Linked DNA regions of Mus musculus: all the other regions are linked to region 1. A link is a contact called in public HiCAR-type and HiChIP or PLAC-seq data. All regions are on one chromosome and are shown on one strand. Each heading gives the region's core, a stretch centred on a gene start, on an enhancer-like site or on the middle of the called end of the contact. The rest is flanking DNA. Distances are from core to core; before and after follow the strand shown.

Region 1 (3,175 bases), core at 301-2,800:
AATAAATACGACTTCTCCAGCAGGAGGGGGAAAAGTCATCTACCAGTAAGGACACACCTTAAAAGTTCTCAGCACAGTAACTAAGCACCAACTAGTGGTCTGATAGATACACTCCCCAGACAGAAAGCAGTAAGGTTAGTTCTCTGCACTTGTCACTACAAAAAAAAAAAAAAAATTTTTTTTTTGAAACTAGACCTGTTACTAATCCTTCTCGAAACAAAAACTTAACATCTGATATCCAATTTGGTACCAAGGTGGTCGATTTACTCTGGGAAAAGTAGTCAAGAAGGCTGTGGACGTTTTTCTCTTACAAAGAGAGGTGAAAGGCCCCCTGAGGCCCCTACCTAGTTGCCAGGCATGGCCAGCAGCTGTGGCTACCCTGCCTCCTCTTTTGTTGGCCTTAATCTCATGTCAAGTTATTCAACCACCTCAAAAGGGATGAAGACATAATTGAATCAACCTGAACTAAATCAGACCTAGGCCTCTTAAAACATACAACTTAATGGCTCCAACCCATCCCAAACCAGGAAACTGGCCACGGGATCCTGGGGTACACATGGTGCCCTACAGCCCTGGACCCCAAGCTGGTGCCCCTTAATCAACGCATGCTCAGGAATGCCTGTTTCTCAGAGAAAGAAACTAAGGCTCACAGGACACAGCCCTTAAGGTTGGGAACGACCACCCCGAGCCCCCGACCCAAACAATAAAAAGTTTAAAAGTTTCTACTACTGTGTGAGTGCGGACCGGCCCCCACTGGGGGTCCCAGAAGTGGGCCCCCGGGACTTCGGCTCACTTCAGGAAGCAAACCTTTCGGGAAAAATCCCCGCCCGCTGTCCCCACCCCCACCCTCCCCGCCCAAGAATGCGCTTCCCGTGCGCCGAGGGTCTGAGGCGGGGGCGCCCTTCACTGCGCGCCCGCTCGCGTTGAGGCTAAACTGAGGCGCACGGGGCGGCGCCCTCGGATGTGCGGTGCCGCCTCCCGCCAACCCGCACGAACTTCCCACGGGAGTTTGCGGGACGTTCTAAGTTTGGGAGTGAAACCGAACACCTTCCTTGGTTGGCAGGACGCAGCTCCCGCAGGGGCCCGGACCCCCGACGGCCACGCCGCGCCGGGCAGGCCATTGTCTCGGCCGTCCCTCCCAGCCCCACGCGCGGCCGCAGCCGTGGGGACGCGGCCCCGGCGCCCCTTTACCTGCGGCCGTCCGGCTGCACCGCCCAGCCGCGGGGCTGAAGGAGCGGCAGAGGCGGCGCGGCCTTTGTGCGTCTGCCGCTAGCCCCGACGGCGCGGGGACCGGGACGGGGCCGCGCCATGCCCGCCTCCCACGGCCGCGGGCGCCGGGACCCCCACCCCCACAGAGGCTCCGGGGGGCCGGGCTCACCTCCGGCGCGGGGCGAGGGAGCGGCGCGGGCGCCCCCTACTCGTCCGCGCGGGGACAGTGCAGGCGCGGGGTCCCTGCGCGGGCGGGCGGGCGGCCGGCGTCCGGCGGGGGGACTGTTGGGGCAGAAAGTGCTCGCAGCAGCTGTTGCGCCCTCCCCCCCGGCCGCGCCGCCTGACGCCCCGCCCCCGGCCACGCCCCCTCTGTGACCGCGCGTGTGCGCAAGCGCGTCCCCGACCCGCCCACCGCTGCGGGCCACGCCCCCCTCGGACCCCCCGAGGCGCGAGCCCCGCGGAGCGGCGCGCGCACCCCACTCCCACCCCGTGGGCTCCCGCGCACGCGCGCCCCGCGCCGTGTCCCGCCATCCGGCCTAACGTGGCGCGCTCGCGCCCGGGCGGTTCCAGTGACAGGTATTCTGGGGATGGAGGGGGGGGCTGCAAACGCAGCACGCAGGCGCACAGCCAGTCCTCCCTCGCCGCCTCCCCCTCCCTTGCAAGGTGCGCCCCGGGAGGGGAGGGAAGAGGAGGGGAGGGGCCGGTTGCCCAACTCCCCGGTCGCCCAGAATCACGAACAACAACAATAATAATAATAAAAATTTAAAAATAAACCAACCTTGCCACTGGCTTCGGGAGCTCACAGGATAGCGGTGTTCTGAGGTGTTGTGAAGGTTAACACTTTCAGAGAGTCAATGTGAGGAAGGTCCGAGACCTAAAAAGAATAAATTTTCTCTTAAATTGTTATCTTCAAAAAGCCTTTTTATTTCTTCCTTAACACCCTGGGCTTGTGTTTCTATTATAGTTTCATATCTGAATTTGGACTTGGTACCTAATAAATCTTAGTTTGCAGAGAAATTCATTTGAGTGAAACTAGGCTTAAAAGTGTGCTCAAAAACAAAAACCACACACTTCTTTATGCCCATCTCACTTAAAGCGTTTCCCTTCTGTTTTGTTCCTGACTCGTATTAAAGATGAAAGAAGATAAGACAGGAAAAGGTTTGACTCCAAAGGCCTGGGACTGATGTCCCGTTTTAAGCAAGCCCCAGGGAGGAACTATGGCGGCCACAATCACATCCAATAATTTTTCTGCTCCAAAATGCAAATGAACTCAAATGTAAAATAGATTTATTGCTTAACACCGAACAGTCAACTTGTTTGTTTCTTTTTCAAGCTGGCCCTCGGTGTATCAAAAAGTGGGAAAACATCAAGAAAAGCATACATACCCATTTCCTAAATCAAAAAGAAGCGTGGGGGTTGGGGGGGAACGGGACAAAAAAGAACCGACCGGAACTGGTAAGCAACGCAGTCCTTAATAAATAGGAAGAAGAATTCAAGAAGACAGCTTAGCAAGGGGCAAGAACCTGCCTTGTAGAATGTTTTTGCTGTCATTTTACATAGAACTACCAACCCACATATGGTCTCGTTAGTCTTTTTTTTCAAAGGAAGTGAATCAATTACTTACTCACAATTAATTAGCATCGCTGGAAGTAGATCCTTAAGCCAGCCCTGATTCTCATCCAAGCCCAGAAGATATTGATCATTTTTAGTACTAGGGTTCCTTTTCTCACCACAGATTAATATCTTTCTCTAAAGTATTATATTTACCCTATAAATATCATAAACTATAATATTTATAAGGTTAAAGCCTTATAAATATTCACGATCAAAACGCAACAGCTCAGCAAGCATTCATAAGCAGAAGACTTCATTTAACTTTGACCCCCCCAAATTAAAAAAAAAAAAAAAAAACGAGGGAGGGGAGCTTTGCTATAAAACAAAGAAAACTATGACCAAGTAAAGTGGA
Region 2 (3,175 bases), core at 417-2,916, 2.2 Mb after region 1:
CGTGGTTTCTGACTCTGAGAGCTCTGCCAAGCTGGAATCCAGCCAGCACATCTTGAGAATGTTAGCTTTATACATTTTATTCTTTTGGGTCAAGGAGACTGAGCTTGGGGGCTGGTCTGGAGCTCCTGCCTCTACTTCCCAAATACTGTAGTTATAGGCTGGGCCACGGTGCCTGTCCTGGGGACCGCTGGCATTGTTTCACTGAAGTATGATTGCTCTGCATAAAAGTGAGCTTTGCTTATTGTGGTGACCCTCACTGCCCTGTCAGCCCCCTGCTCCTTGAATCCCCGCCCAAATCCCACTCACAATCCTAGATAGCCGCTGACCTTTTTGGGGGGGGGGGTCCAGAATTTTGCCTGTGAACTTTGCATTCTCTGAAGATGAAATCCTCCTGCATGTTGTGTTTGTGGCTGGAATTTTCCATTTGGCAAAGCAGTCCTGAGACTTGTCCCTAGGATGAAGGTGTTCACGCCTTACTTTAAAAAAATTTTTTTATTATTATTGCATGGGAGGGAGCATGTGTACAGGCCAGAGGAGCACTTTGTGGAGACTGTGGCTCTCTCCCCCCACCTCCCAGCCCCCACCCCCACCTTGCCTGGGCCCCAGGGTGGAACTCAGCTTGGATAGCAAGTGATCCACAGATGGAAGTTCCATTCTCCAGCTGACAGATATCTGGACTGCCCTGCTATGAGTATTGCTGTCTTCTGAGCATGTGTGTAGGACAGGTTCTCCTGGGGTCGAGGCTGGCCTTGAACTCTTAATCCTTCTGTCTCAGCCTCCTGGGTGCTTGAGTTACAGATCTGCACCACCATGTCAAGATAACAGTTTACTATTATTTCTTTAAGTTATAAGAACAGAAGGGTTAATTTTGGCTCATGGGCCTAGAGGTCCAAGGTAGAGGGGCCACATCTAATGCCAGCAACGCCTTCCTGTGGGCCCAAGTCCCCAGGCAGTGCATAGTCACCAGGTAAGAGAGAGTGCCCTCTTGTCAGATTTTAGTCCGACAGAAATGTGAGTCTTTGCTTCTCTTGAGACACTATGGGAGCGGAGTTGCTGACCAACCTGGTTTGTGTACTTTTAACTATCTGTGAAAGTACAAAACTTTTCTCCACAGTGGCTGCTTTCATGTTCACAGCCGCGATATAGTAGGCTCATTTAGAGGGCTTCTTCAAGTGAGAGTTAACCTCTATAGTTCCTTTCTTCTTTAAAGCATTCACGTAAGCATCAGTCTTCCAGGTTTCACCCATTCGGCTGAGAGGAAAAACAAAGAATGCATTAGCCCTCGCTTGAAACAGCCGCCAGCCGCGCTCCACAGTCCGGAAACTCAAAATCCTGGAAAGTTCTGAGAAAATGCATTCCACAAAGAACTGGCCTGAGGTCCTGAGAACTAGGCTGATAGACTTGGCAGGTCCCCAGCCCCGCCCACTCCGCTTCAGGAGGCGGAACTTAGCCAAGGAAGCGGGGCTGAGGGGCGGGAACAAAAGAGAGCGAGCGTCTCCAGATGCCCCACCCACTCATGGATAGGCTGCTTCTGCGGAGGGCGGAGCTGTTGGGTGGAGCCCAAAACCTGCGCTCCGCTATAGAGCCCCGCCTATCCCACGCTCAGCTCCGCTCCGGGGGCGGGCCCTAAAGGTGTTGGGGCGGGGCCTGTCGGGGGGTGGAGCTCGAGGCCCCGGTCTCGGCCCCGCCCACCGCGCTGTGTTGGAGCTGATTCCCGAGTGGGCACACTGGAGCTGCGCTCGCGGCGCGCCATGGCCGGGCTGTTGACGCTGCTTGGCCCGGCAGGAAGAGTGAGCACCCGGCTGCGGCCCCTGGCCCCTTGGCTCCTGGGAACCGCCACCTCCTGTGCTCCACCGCTCTGGGCCTTAGCCTTGTCCCATCCGGTTCCGGACGCCCGACTGCTGCGCACGGCCCGCGGGGACTGTCTCAGCCGCCAGGTAAGACTCCCCACAGCCACTCGGACCCTGATCCCCAAGTGGCCGGAGCGCCGTGCCAGGGCCAGCCCCAATGGACAATTTTTACATTGCACCTGACCGAAACGGGTCACCTCCGGGGTCCCTGAGTTCTCAGATTCCTAGAATCCGAGAAAAATCTCTTTCAGTTAGCAGCCGGAGAAACTGAGGCTAGGAGTGGAATGGTGCGCTGCCCAAGGTCATGGAGTCGCCCGCCGAGCCCCAGTTTCGAAAGCCAGAACAGTGGCGTTACCGAGCCGATCGCAAGGGGCCTGAATTCTATATGAACTTCCAGTCCGGCCCCTGGACTTGTTCCTTTTGAAGTTCAGTTGAGGCCTGGGCACTGGGCCCAGGAGGCGGCATCGCCGGTGCCGCCGGTACATCTACCGCTTCCCTGTGCTCCTTGCGCCACCCTTTTATCTAGCTGGAAGAGCAGGCTCAGAGCAGGCAGTCCATCCCGTTTTGTTGTGGTTACTTGCCCTGAGTGCTCAGAGTGAAAACCAGCTTCCATTCAGACAGCAGCATATCTCAAGTAGGTCTCAAAAAAAAAAAAAAAAAAAAAAAAAAGCAGGAGTTCAGAAGTAGTAGATCGGAAGCGTCGAGGTCTGGGGGAGTCTGAAAGAAAGATCACTGCCATGAATCGGGCAGTTCTGAGTACTGTCTGCTCCCGTGGCTTTTCAGTTAGGGATTGGTCGCTTTCCTTGAGTGCCGAGCACAATGATGGAAGGACTTCCTTCCCCTCTCTCCTGCCTGACAGACAGGACACTGGCCTCAGCTCTGCTCCTGAGCACAAGTCAGGATACTCACAGCGTACCGTGCTTCAGGGCACCGCATAGCTTCCCTCTCCTCCAGAAAGTCTTCCCTGACTACCAGTAGTGTGCCCCCCCGCCCTATACTGTCTCTTCTCTAGCGCTCAGATCTTAGCTGCCTTCACGATCTGGTACAACCTCTCACCTTGTTCTGCCACATCAGCCCTGTTGGTAGCCTAACCCTAACCCTAACCCTAACCTTAAACACACACTCTGCCTTGACAGGTGTGTTTACAGCAAGGATAAGTCTGGTCTCAGGCTCATAGGATCCATGTCTCTGCTTGCTAAGTCAATCACTTTGATCAAACGCTATCCCTTTTCCATGTCTGTAAAATGAGATGTTACTAAGTCATTTCCCAGAGGGTGAATGTGATAGGCGACAGCATGCTAGCTGGCATCTGGTACATCATGGCT
Region 3 (3,175 bases), core at 204-2,703, 2.2 Mb before region 1:
TTACAACTCCATGTTCCAGTTACATTTCCCCAGGGAAGGCAATCCCATCCTTCACACATACTTCAAGGAACCCAAGCATCGGAACCAACATTCAGTGCTCACCCTGGGCAGTCTGAACAAACCACAGAATCTGCACCCAGATGACATCAGAGAGGAAGATTTTTTTTTTCTTTTAAACATGTTTTTAGATTTATTTGTATGATGGTTTTGTATGCATGTATGTACAGTAGTATGGTATCACATGTATACCCTGTGCCCTTGAAGGTCAGAAGACGGCCTGAAACTAGAGTTAGGATGGTTATGAGTCACCAACAAACCCCAAGGAAGATTTTTTCCCTTTTGGTTGTTTTTTTGTTTTGAGAAGGGGTCTCACTGTATAACTGGCTGTCCCGGAACGATGTAGACCAGGCTGGCCTGGAACTCAGAGACCCCTTGCTTCTACCTGGAGAGTTTAAAGGCAAGTGCCACCACATCTGGTCAGGATTTTCTTGATACTGGAGAAAGACAGAAAACTAGCACCACATGTCCCATCCGTTCATTCTGCCAGGGTAAAAACTCTTATGGACTTTCCCAAGTTTCATGAGAGCAGAGTGGCCAGCTGGGTGTTAGCACCTGTCCAAAACTCCGGAGACTGAGGCAGGCAGATCCAGAGCTGGAGGCTGGCCTGGGTTACGTAGTGAACTCCAGGCCAGCTCGGGCTATAGAGTGATTCGTTGTCTAAAACGAACACTCTGCTCGCTGGGATGTGGCCGGAGTAGGTCCTAGCATGCACGGAGCTCTGGTTTATCCCCCGCAATGCATGTCTGTGATTCCAAGACGTGGGAGATGGAGGCGAGAGGATCATCCTTCGCCTGACAGCAAATAAGAGGTTATCCTTGGCCTGACAGCAAGTGAGAGGCCAGCCTGGAATATCGTGACCCTGAGTTAAAAATAAAGAACGGAGCCCGAAGTGATGGCACACACCTTTAATCCCAGAACTCGGGAAAAAGGCAGCCGGATTTATGAGTTCGAGGCCAGTCTTGGTCTACAGAGTGAATGTGAGGACGTCCAGGGCTACGCACAGAAACCCTGTCTGGAAAAACCAAGACAAAAAGGAAAAAAAGAAAAAAGAAAAACAGACCGGGACAGGAAACGCCGCTCCCACTCAACCGCCCAGCTCGAGGCCACGCCCTCGCCGCCTGACTCAACCGGCGGGCTTGAGGCTCGAACTCAGGATACTCCCCGAGTCCCGCCTCGGCCCACGCGCCGTGGGCGCGCCGCCGGGGGTCGCTTGGGCAACGGGCGCGCGCCCTCCGGAGCGCGGAACCCGGGAAGCCGCACGCGGCGCGCGCAGCAAGTCTGCTCCTCGGGTTCGGGCCTCGTCCGCGATGCCCCGCCTACCGCTCCGCCCCCGCGGAAGTGCCGGCCGCCTTTTCGCTAGCTGACTGGTCCTCCCGTACAGAGGGCGGAGCTCGCGGTGAGGCGGGGGTGCGTACTTCCGGCTGCCGGCTTGACATGCAGAAGCCGCTGCTGGGGAGCTTGGGGCTGCGGTGGTGGCGGGTGACGGGCTTCGGGACGCGGAGCGACGCGGCCTAGCGCGGCGGACGGCCGTGGGAACTCGGGCAGCCGACCCGTCCCGCCATGGAGATGGAGAAGGAGTTCGAGGAGATCGACAAGGCTGGGAACTGGGCGGCTATTTACCAGGTGCGGAGCCGGGGGCCCCTAGGCCGCGCCGTCTCCCCGACCCTCCCGGCTCGGGGGACTCCTGTCGCGCATCCTCGTCGCCCTAGACCCCTCTTGGGGTTCGCGGCCCCTGCGACACCCCCACTCGCCTCTATCTCTCCGCGGTCCCTGTCATCTTCGAGCTCCCCCCGCAAACCCGACCCCAACATGGCCCAGCCACCCTTTGTCCCCACTGGTCCACACCCCTGCCGCTTCCTTGTCTGGACTGGACCACCTCAGGCCCTCTTCCTTTGTCTCCTGGGGAGGAGGGTGGGCTCGCCGACACCCCCGCCCCCTCACATTTCACTTCCTCGGGCCTCGGTGTGCGGTGGTGGAGGCCCGGGGATGACAGCCCCCTTACTCCTTCCTGTCCATTCATTTGTTAGACGTGAGCTGGAGGGTCTCTTCGGTGCTAGGCTTTGGAGCTGGTGTGTATTGAACGCCACCGTAGACCTAACCTATCCCCCCCCCCCCGAGAGGCTATAGTCACACAGACATTCAAATACTGATCATTGCATCTGGTGACAAGTGTTGAGAAGAGAAAGACCTGTTCTGGTGGAGGGTGACTGTACGCAAAGGGGCTGCCTTGTCTAGGGCATCACCGGCAGGGCTGCTAGCGGCTCGACAGGGAAGGAGACTTGCTCTTTGAATAGACCAAGGAGTGACAAGCCATGAGGTTAGGCGACTAACTAGGGGGACACAGAACCCATTCCTATAGCTGCCTGACCCTCTCCAAATGGCCTCTTTCTTTTGTCTTTTATCCTTTGACCGTGAGCTGAGATGGTTTCTGTTTTCTGTGATCCGGTCCACTTGAGGGGTTCTGGTGGTTCATTAAAAAAAAAAAAAGTATTATGAAAGTAGGGTTCTCCCCCCCACCCCCCGCCATGTATGAAACAGTGAATTGAAAATGCAAAGATGTCTTTGCAAGCAGCTAAGTCCTCTAAAGAAAACAAATCTTCCGATTAAATGTCAGTGCGGGGGTTGTGAGGATTAACCATACTCGCCAGGCATCTTAAATAAGCATGTGCAAAATAGATCCTGTTCCTCGGGTAAAGAGAGCAGGCGGTTTATTCTGCTTTCAGCTTCTAGGTTCAAAAGACAGCGGGTGAGACCCATCAGCTGGAAATTGAAATCTATTTTGAGCTTCACTTAGGAAAGTAGGCACCCTCAGGCTGTTGTTTGGTGTTCTTGACTGACAAAACCTTTTTTGGGGGGTTGCCTTGGTTTCCAGATTCTTTGACAGGGTTCTTTTTACTTGGGCCTCGGTGTGCTCGTCAGCTTTTTTGGGGGGCAGATATTTGTAGCTAGTGTAATCTGTGTCAGTCGAGCGATCAATTGTAACATTTGTATTGCACGTCTAGTCTATGAATTGGCTGGACAGATTCCACTAAGGAGTCAGGTCTGTGGGCAGATTTTCTGTATCAGATTAAATGCAAGGGGATCCCAGTGTAACAACAGCACGTGAAGATTGTTC

What was found. HiCAR-type assays count read pairs that join an accessible place to other places. HiChIP or PLAC-seq counts read pairs in DNA pulled down with a chosen protein or histone mark.
Region 2: a HiCAR-type map of astrocytes shows a contact between it and region 1, with 5 times the contacts expected there. The contact joins the promoter of Fam210b here to the promoter of Zfp217 in region 1. A contact is called at or near these places in 1 of 39 promoter capture datasets (hippocampal neurons), 1 of 484 Hi-C or Micro-C datasets (liver) and 3 of 115 datasets of contacts at active chromatin or transcription factors (astrocytes, embryonic forebrain and extraembryonic endoderm stem cells).
Region 3: an H3K27ac HiChIP or PLAC-seq map of large pre-B cells shows a contact between it and region 1, with 3 times the contacts expected there. The contact joins the promoter of Ptpn1 here to the promoter of Zfp217 in region 1.

What each region holds. Positions count from the first base shown.
Region 1 is chr2:170,129,670-170,132,844 of GRCm38.p6, forward strand. Zfp217 (zinc finger protein 217) reads right to left here and starts at 1,551. Exons shown (of 6, transcript NM_001033299.3): 1 at 1,379-1,551.
Region 2 is chr2:172,343,911-172,347,085 of GRCm38.p6, forward strand. It overlaps Fam210b (family with sequence similarity 210, member B), which reads left to right and starts at 1,667. Exons shown (of 3, transcript NM_025912.4): 1 at 1,667-1,937. The coding sequence starts at 1,752.
Region 3 is chr2:167,930,874-167,934,048 of GRCm38.p6, forward strand. Ptpn1 (protein tyrosine phosphatase, non-receptor type 1) reads left to right here and starts at 1,454. Exons shown (of 9, transcript NM_011201.3): 1 at 1,454-1,683. The coding sequence starts at 1,621.